Regions from separate parts of the Mus musculus genome. Here region 1 is linked to region 2. A link is a contact called in public promoter capture Hi-C data. All regions are on one chromosome and are shown on one strand. The core of a region is the stretch at or near the end of the contact, and the rest is flanking DNA. Distances in the headings are between cores, read along the strand shown. Region 1 overlaps Daam1 (dishevelled associated activator of morphogenesis 1). Region 2 overlaps Daam1 (dishevelled associated activator of morphogenesis 1).

Region 1 (4,513 bases), core at 57-2,556, 68 kb after region 2:
CTACTACTATCCTTCCATAATGGTGGCCAGAACATGGTGTGGGACCTATTGCCTGCACACAAGGACAGGCCCTGGTAGGTAGCCTCCTTGTATGCACTCTGGTCACATCTGTGTAGAATCTCTTGTTGCTCTAGAGGGCTTTCTCCAAAAGTCTAAAGTGTGGGTAGAAAAGGTTACAGCAGAGTAGCTAGGTATAGAGAATTCAGAGGAACAAAGAAAAGGAGAGAGGCAAGGTCAGAGCTCTGGAGAGGGGGAAATTGAGTCCAGGAGTGTGGAAAGGTTCTTAAGGCAGACCAAAGGGGAGGACCTGTGAACCAGCACACTGCCTTTAGATGGGCCAACAAGTGCCAGGCATCTGCACAGGGGTTTCCTGAGAGCTTCCCTGGCAGCCTGGCTCCTATGTGAATGAGCAGGGTGGAGCATCCTAAATAAGCAGCAGGCTTCCTTGTCTGCTCTCTTGGCTTAGCTCCTCAGAAAGGCTGCCTCAAAAACCAAATGCTAGGCACCAAGGAAGAGATGGGTGGACAGAGACTAGAGAAAAATGAAGCTGGGGGGTTCTTTTCAAGATGGTTTCTGATGTATTTGTGTGGGAAACAGGGTGCTATTCACCAGAGGATTTTACTGTGAGAGAGGGAGAGTGTCTATGCAGGGCCTTTTTGTGCTGGTTCAGTAGACTAGGAAAATAAAGTCCATTGCCTGCCATGATGCCATTAACCCTCACCAGCCCTCACCCAGCCCCTTCATAAGTACAAAGATGCCACGTGCACTGTTGTGCGCCAAGCTAGGGAAGGTGACAGAAAAGGAGATGAGGGCTTGTTCAGAGAATAGTGCACCTTATGTCTCAAAGAACAAACAAAGGTGTGCTCAGAGCCCGTGGCCTGCAGCTACTCAGCCCAGTTCATTTCTGATTGGCTTCTGTGTTCTCCTTCTTTCTCTGGTGCCCTAGGAAGGAGGTCCCTGGATCCAGGCATAACATTTTAGCAGGTTTCCATGTAATTCAAGTAATCTTATGATCTGGCTACAAGTCCCATTCCTTTCGCACTTCAGGTTGTCTGAGGTGAAGGTTTGGAAATGTAGAAAAGTGTATTCAATGGAGGGGAAGCGACAAGGGTTCCACATGGTGCAATTCAAGTCTAAGCATGTGGGTTGCATTTGTGATGAAGGCAGGTGGTTGAGAGGCCCAAGTTTACAAGCCTCATAATTAACCGGCTTTCAGCAGAAAGCACAGAAGGATGCTGCCAAAAATGCTCTGGGACAAATATGTGGACAATTTTCAAGAGTTCTGGGAGAGACAATTGCAGAAAGCTCTGCAACTGAGTAACTGTTTCCTAGCAACCAGCACTGTTTAAGTAATCAGTAACTCATCCCGGACAGGATAGACCAGAACATTTCCGTTCTTCTTAAGACTGGGTAGACTGGTGAGGACGGGCTATCACCATATTTCCAGCAGTACTTTCTGAAGACAAATGTCAACACACCCACACCTCTTGAGTATTTTAAATATTCCCCTTCTGGTATAAAAATAGAAGATAAACCATCAATTTATTTTCCAAATGAGGGTAACTTGAGCCACTTTGTTGCATTTACATTGTTGAGAGTCAGAAAATGAAAGGCTACAGGCATCTTAATTGAAATATGTAGGTCAGAGTAAATGAGGTTATTCTTTCACCCCAGAACTACAGCATCAAAGACCTGTGTGTGTTCATTCCAGACATGGCAACACAATATGCAAATATCACCACATTTAAACTGCTCTTATTTCTAGTACCAAATGAATACCAAGAATCCATCTTTTTCCATGTTAGCTCTTTCCTGCCTCCAAAGATATGAAACTTGTCTAACTCTGGACTTGAGCCATTTGTTTGTGTTAATGAATTTTTAAGGCATTCGGAGGAACACACATACATCATACGACAGGCATCTGATAGGACCATCTGAGCCTGATTTTGACATAACTCAGCATAATTTAAATAAGGAGTGACACTTTGGGAATGTATGCATTCGTGTATATATATAAACACACACCTCCATAAATATATACATTTGCCTATAGTTATAAGCTTACAAGCCATTCTGTCATTCAAATCAGGTATTTAGTTTGTCTCCCTTATATAAAAATTGTGTCAAAAGATCAGATGATTCAAATTCGTTCAACTTTTACATGAGCCCACAATATAATTATAGTATAAAGCAGAGATGAGACAACCATAAGTAATTGTCATATGAACCAAGACATTGGTTGCTATTGGTTATGTGTCTGGTACTCGGTATGATATAAACAATTCTTATTCTCATCAACCATAAAATTTAGTGCTCAAGGAGTTTCTGTGTTTGTTTCCTTATTTAATTCTCATCCCAACTCTAGGAAGGAGGTGATATTCTTATATTGCAGATACTGTAAACAGGGCTTAGTGTGTCCTCAGTATCCCAACAGGCGCCAGCCACACTGAGGACAGTCTCGCTTTACAGAGTTCTCGCTTTCTCTTTGTTCTTCAGTCTGTGGCTTTATTCATTACCACCACCAGACTGTGGGGAGTGGGATTTTCTTTTAAGTGCATGCATTAAAGGTGTAGAGAGCCAGTTGTGTAAGCCTATGCCTCTCATGAAATGCAACTATTCCCCTGGGCACATTCCAAAAGTTCATTTGAAAGTCAATTCCTTGAATCTCAAGACCTTTTCTTCATTGGAACTACATTACACATGATCTCCAGGTCTGCCCCAAGAGACTGGTTTTTAATACATAGCATCAGATGCTGTGTAATTGTTTTATGAAGATACAGTTAAATAGCCCTCACATCTGTAATGGGAAATTTCATCCTGACATGCTAACAGTTCATTTCTATCTATACAGATGGATAGAGGGAAGATGAGCTAAAGAGACTATTTGCATATAGGAAGTCTTCACACTAGCAGCTCACAGAGTCTCTCTCTCTGCCTTGCCCTTTGCCTGAGGACAACTCTTCCTTTAGGAGTCTATGATCCCCACACAGTGTAACATTTCAAAGCCATCATCCTTTGATTTAGGGAACAAAAGACAACTACTGACCCAGGCTCCATTCTCCAACTCCAGTGCCTGAGTGTAAGTTTTAAGTCCTTCAGTGTCCCATTGGGAATATTCAGCCAGATCTACAATTTCCTTAAGAACAGTCAAGAATTTTTTTTTATAGTCAAGTTAGTTTTTGCATCTAGTTTTCACATTGAAAATTCATAAGACAGTTTCGCCCCCTTCTTCAGCGATGCCAGTTTTCTCTCTTTGCTTTGCGGTGCTAGAGATCAAGTCTCGGGCTTCATACATTCTACGCAAGTGCTCCCCCACAGAACTGTATCTCCAGCTCTCAGTCAGCATACTTCTTAGTCTTAGCACCAAAAGACCAGAAAAACTGTGAAGAGTGTTGTTGGGTTTGCTTATTTAAGTGTAAGGCTGCAGAGATGGTTCAGTAGGTAAAGTAACACCGAGCCTAATGGCCTGAGTTCAAACCCACCTCGTAGAAGGAGAGACTAGACTTCCACAGTTGTCCTCTGACTCCATGCATAGGGTACATGCACACACACAAATAAGAAATAAACAAACATAGTTTTTAAGTAGTTTGAAGGTCTGTGGTAAGAAGTATCAAATAAGGATTGTATGTAAATATTAGCATATGTTTGAGTTTGAAAGGATTAAAATTCATTCATGTAAAGATTATCATTATCTATGCAAGGCTAAGCCATCATTTCATTGTGGAAGAGTTTATAGTGGTTTACAGGCATTGATCCCTGAAAATTCAAATACCAACTTCCTAATTCTATTCCAAGCTCATATCTATTCCCCTTTAATCTCCAAGGGAATAGGCTTTAAACAGATCTTAGCGTTCCTGAAGTGAGCCTGGGAGCGTCATCATTTCTAGTGTGCCCTGTCTAATGAAACCATCTCATTTGTGATTTCATTTGTAATATGTTAATTACGGGGTCTTCAAAGAAGTACTGTCTTAAGGCTAACAGTTACCAAACCCTCATATGGCATTCTTCACCCTCCCTGGAAACGCAGGCTGTGCCACTTAGCAACTAGCTGCCATGCATATTGCCGCTCATGGTTACAGATGGACCAGCCTCTCTACAGACTCAGACAAAGAGTGGGCAACGTGACTTGTCAGTTCAAAAGCTTAACTAATTGTGTCTTGTTTGCTTCTAAGCGTTGGCTCATAAAGAGGTCAGATGTCTTCATTTCTCAACAGTGTGAATGAATTTAAGGTATAACACGAGTTTCTAGAAAGCTTTATAAAAGTTTCTGTTTTGAAGAGTAGACAGTGAGAGCAGGGTCTTTTTAAAGTAGTACCTTTCTCTTTGGTTAAGTTGCCAAAGTCTTCTACCTTTAAAACTACTTTTATTAGAAGAGTCCTAAAGAGCTTGAGAGTAGAACATCTAAGTCATAACAGGGGCAAAAGAAAACTGGGATATCAGGCAGAAGAAAAGTTTCTTGTGGTTATCAGCATGCTTTTTAAATGCTTTTCCAGAGAAGCAGCCTCCTTGTATG
Region 2 (4,720 bases), core at 622-3,121:
ATGTTCTGTAAGAAGAGGTTGAGTCAGAATTTGAACCCAGGTCACAGTTCCTGGGCTGCCAGTCCCTCAGCTGCCGAGACTCTGAGGACAGTGGGCCCTTTGAAGGAGGCTAAGGTTAACCACTTACTGTTTCTGTTTCCTCCCCGGCAAGTGCATTTATTACAGTCACTTGGTGTGAAACAGGTCACTGGAAGAAGGGAGCTTTTCAGATGTGCTTTCTGTAACCTGGAGTAAAAGGGCCTCAGACCTTTCTTCTGTTTTCAGTTCAGTGAGTCGAGTTTTACACAATGTTGGTAGCCGATTTTCTCTCCGAAAGCCTGCATAGGAATATAGATTATGCATTCTTGATAATCTCTGGTTAGGATATGGAGAAGGGCTAAGATTGAGCAGTTTCTGGCTTACGGGCAGCGCGGTCCTTAAGAAGTTACTTCTCCGAGGGGTCAGGGTTTATGGCATTTCTGGGACCCCAGCATATCTTTATCTGGTAAACTCTGAAGTTTTAGAACATAGTCATCGAAAGAGAATACATATAATATGCAATCTGTTCAACTTCTCTCTGAGAATTTGCCAGAACTGTTTCCAGTAGTAAGAAGTTAATGGTGTCTCCTTCTCAGCCATCGTCATATGCAGGTGTGTTCTATGTGGCCGGCACCACTGCTTTGTCTGCTCGTGTGAACTGATCTTAAACCTGAAGTTCCTTCGGCGTGCTTGCTGTGGGCTGTTATCAAGGCAGCCATAGATGTGGAGTTTGTGAAGAGTGACTTCAGGAGGCCCTCTCGTCAACCATGTACCAGAGCATGGAAGGAACAAACATGTACTGGTGTCTTGCAACACACGTGTCCTTCCCCCTTGATGAATGGTCTTACTCCGGGCTCTTCTTGAAAGCTCTAGGGTGACTCAGGACTCTACATCTTTTTGCTTGTTAAGGAGTAAGGCTTGTCTTCTTAAATAACTGACGGTTTGGTGTAACACAGCTGGCCAGGAATTCTTAGCTTGTGTTTTTGTAGCCTCCACTTTTCAAGGTGTCTGTCTGCACAGGCTTCAAGTGAGTCTTTCAGAGACAGTGAAGACAGGGACCCAGTGGGAGAACTTTGGCCTTCACCTTCAATTGGCTTATCAGCAGGTCTGCTGCCCAATGAGTGCCTCACCTCCATGGTGAGGAGAGAGCTCCTGGGACACTTCTGGTTTGGCTTCTCTCCCAGATGATTGAGCTGTCCTGGCTCCCAGACGCTGGTTTCTGTCATGTGAGCAACACAGACATCCTTACCAAGAACACTGTTCTGTAGGCTTTAGGGATTTATACTGTGAACCTGAGGTTAACACATTGAGTCATACGATTAGACCTGCCAGTTTTTTCAGGGTGAAAATCTAGTGGTGTCCTTGTCTGCTCTCCCCATGAAAGGTGGTGAGGGAGGGGGGCAGGCAGGGTTTCTGGCAGGATCTGAGGCAGGAACTTGGAAACACAGTTAAGAGTACATGTACTTGCTGGTTGAGTCCTGGTCTGGTCTGAGGGTGTTTGTAGAGTGCACTTGGACCCTCCTCCCTCATTTAGTAAAAAGCTAAGGGAGGAAGGGCATAGGTTTGCATTTTTGATGTACGCTCCTGTGCCTGCCTGGATGACCAGTGGACCCTAAGTACTATTTTTTAGGGGGTCCTTGGCTATTTTGGCTTTTAGGAATTTGTTTTCCCTGGTGTCTGGGTGGGGCCAGAGTGGGATGCCCTCCTCTTTTTCCTCTTGCATCAGAGAAGCCACTGGGATTAGTGAGCAGATTGCTGAGTGAATTTCCCAGAGCCACTCCAAGACATGCCCCATTAGAACATTGTTTTGGGACCAAGTGTGTGGGAAGGGCTGGGCCGTCTCTTCACTGGATGGCCTGAGAAACGCCCTTTCCGTTTCCTGGTGGAAAGGATGTTGAAATCTGTAGGTTTTCAGATGCTTCTGCAACCTTTGGCTGTATCTCATGACTCTTTGGCATTTGGCATCTGGTGTCCTTGGGAAATGAAACCAGACAAGCGGAATGTGAGAGGAGAGGGGTGGCCAGAGAAAGAAGCAAAGCTCTTTCCCTTTCACATTTCCTTGATAAGAGGTCTTGAGTTGTATTGCTGCAGCACAAACTGCACTGGACGCCCTGAAAAGTAAACTGATGTTGGAGGAGGTTCTGAAAGCAATTGGTACGGCAGCTGGAGTTGGTACGGCAGCTGGAGTTGGTACGGCAGCTGGGATGGAGACAGAGTCCCACCCTTCTCCGTAAGGTTCTTATGCATACAGATTTTGCCCTTGGCCCTCTGTGCAAGTGACCTAAACTCACTTTGTCTCAGAAATGTCGGAGATCATCCATTGTACAGAAATGCCTGTGTTTGGTGTTGAGATTTTTAGCTGGAGAATTTACTGTGAAACAGACTGTCCTGGTGAGAATAACAGAGCTAGAGAAGGACCAAGGCTCCCTACCAAACTTGTGAGTACATGCAGAAACTCTGTTGGCTCTTAGGTTAGTGGGTGGCTGGCAGGAGCTTCATGCCTCTCGCTCCTTTCCTGGCCCCAGCCTGTGTAGGCTCTAGTTTCCTTTGAATCAACTCTCGGTGTGGAAAAACCTTGGGAAGATAGCCAGTGAGTGATCCGCTCCCTTGGGATGGACAGACATCTTTAAAATGTGTGGCGGAGGCCCCCAATGAACCAATTAAAACAGTGTGTAAATCAGTGCAAACTGTTTGTCATCAGAACTGCCACGTTTTCCCCTAACATGGGGTACTCATTGTGTCTTGCTTTGTGGAAAGCAAATGTTACACATCTCCTGTGTTGTCACTGGCACTGTCAAAGGAAAAGTGCTAGGAAAGGTGTTCTTAAAGACTTGAAGCTTCTTGCCAATTAAAAAAACAAAAAGGCCTTAATCATCTTCCTCTCCATTCCCTAAAACTGGCTTTACTTTCTGGATATTGCTGTACTCAGAGGTCTTGTTTGTTTGGGTAAAGTACAAATGACTGACTTTGAGCTAGACCACAGATGGACAGCATTGCTCACCCTTTGCTCAGCAAAGTGCACCTGCTGCAGAACCTTTAGCTTTAATTGCTTCCTTGTGCTCAGCATAGCCGTAGTCATCTGTAATACTGTAGATGGATTGCATCGGGATGTCCCAGAGGTGACTTCTTCCTCTGCCCTAGTGCCAGAAGCTGAGATTAGAGAAGTGGTTGAGGGCCCAGCTGTCAGGGTGGAATTCATCCTTTCTTTCAGACAGATCTCATTAAAAAGGAGCCAAAATGTGACACACAGGTTCCTAGTTTCAGCAACCACATGTGCCCTCTCTAGTAAAGAGAAGGGCCAGCTGCCCTGGTCCTCGTCATCTCCTCTAGGCTGTGAGCTCCCAGAGTGGTGCTCTATCTATGTCTCTAGCTCTGTCTGGAGTGGTGCTCCATCTATGTCTCTAGCTCTGTCTGGAGTGGTGCTCCATCTATGTCTCTAGCTCTGTCTGGAGTGGTGCTCCATCTGTGTCTCTAGCTCTGTCTGGAGTGGTGCTCCATCTATGTCTCTAGCTCTGTCTGGAGTGGGGCTCCATCTATGTCTCTAGCTCTGTCTGGCACGTTGAGGGGACACAATGAAGATAACAAATTGAACATTTTTTTTCTTAAGCAAAGGATTTTCTAAGTGTAAGGAACTGGGGAAATACCTAAAGGATTTTGCGGTGAGTCGACTTCCCATAGAGCTTAGTTGTGAGTGAGTTGACAGAGAAGAGATGAGCCAATTTCCCCAGGAATCTTTTGCTATGCCCCAGGGAATTTTCAAACACCTTGAGGGTGAGTTCCATCTGCAGAGCTGTTGCCAGCATCAAAACCTTGACTAGTGGCTGAGGAGTACTCAGTGCTCCAGTTGGTTATGAATGGTTATAAGTGTTCTGGTGTTGTAAAACCAAATCCAAAGACAGTTGTGGGAGGAGCCATTGCGGTCAGGCTCATTCATGCTTTGCATTCAGCAAGCATTTGTTAAAAGTATACAAGATTTGTCCCTGCCCTCAGCGTCCCTGAGTCTAGTGGAAAAGCAGACTCCCAAAGCACTGTTATATATGTGATGTGTAGTAGTGTGGCAAGAGTGTGTACCTGTCCCATGAAAGTGGCATAACTAGAGTGAGTTCTGAAAATGGTCTGATAAGGAAGAGAAACATGGTCCGTTGAGATGGCTCAGAAGATAAAGGCCCTCACTGCTGTTACTGATGACTTGAGATCAAGCCCTGGAACCCATGGTAAAAGGAGGGAACTAATCCCTGAAAGTTGTCCTGTGTGTGCACAAGTGTGCACCTAAAAAGGAAAACAGTGTAGTCTAATGTATGGGCTCCGCCGTGCAACTACTACCAAGGTCTTATGGCGGCATGTGTCCACTTGTGGTTGGCCTAAGCTTAGGAGGTGTTACAGAAGTCTGATGATGAGGGCAGGAAAATCCAGTTGGCCAGGGCTGGCATTGCTGTGTGTGAGCCATCTGAGTTTGGGCCTCTGCCCTCTTCAGCTCCCATTACTCACATCCTGGGCTGGCTTCTCCCTGACTCAGATTTGCCTGTCACCTCCCTGATCCAGGCCAGTGCACACATTCCTGTCTGGAAGCCTTTCTACTGACATTTTGCTCCTACTTTATCCATTAGGTCTCAGCTAAATGTCACTCATCAGGCGAGGCCTTCCCTGAGTGAGCGCCTTTTGGAACAGCTCAATATTAAATGCATGCCTTCGATAGTGAAGC

Evidence for each region. Capture Hi-C pulls out chosen DNA fragments and counts their contacts.
Region 1: a promoter capture Hi-C map of adipose tissue shows a contact between it and region 2. The contact joins two enhancer-like sites. A contact is called at or near these places in 8 of 484 Hi-C or Micro-C datasets (3T3-L1-derived adipocytes, brown adipocytes, immediate neuronal precursor and 3 more), 2 of 115 datasets of contacts at active chromatin or transcription factors (both in embryonic stem cells) and 3 of 9 other capture datasets (adipose tissue, liver and macrophages).

What each region holds. Positions count from the first base shown.
Region 1 is chr12:71,953,100-71,957,612 of GRCm38.p6, forward strand. All of the region lies in intron 15 of Daam1 (dishevelled associated activator of morphogenesis 1), which reads left to right. Among named protein-coding and RNA genes, the nearest start is that of Gm40440, 85 kb to the right of the region's middle. Within about 2 kb of position 1,307, at least 40 of the 459 cell types and tissues checked have an H3K27ac peak or open chromatin away from gene starts, as enhancers often do. A contact at or near this core is called in adipose tissue and muscle stem cells, where this site is marked.
Region 2 is chr12:71,884,055-71,888,774 of GRCm38.p6, forward strand. The region is part of intron 1 of Daam1 (dishevelled associated activator of morphogenesis 1); the gene reads left to right. Among named protein-coding and RNA genes, the nearest start is that of Daam1, 55 kb to the left of the region's middle. Within about 2 kb of position 1,872, at least 88 of the 459 cell types and tissues checked have an H3K27ac peak or open chromatin away from gene starts, as enhancers often do. A contact at or near this core is called in adipose tissue and muscle stem cells, where this site is marked.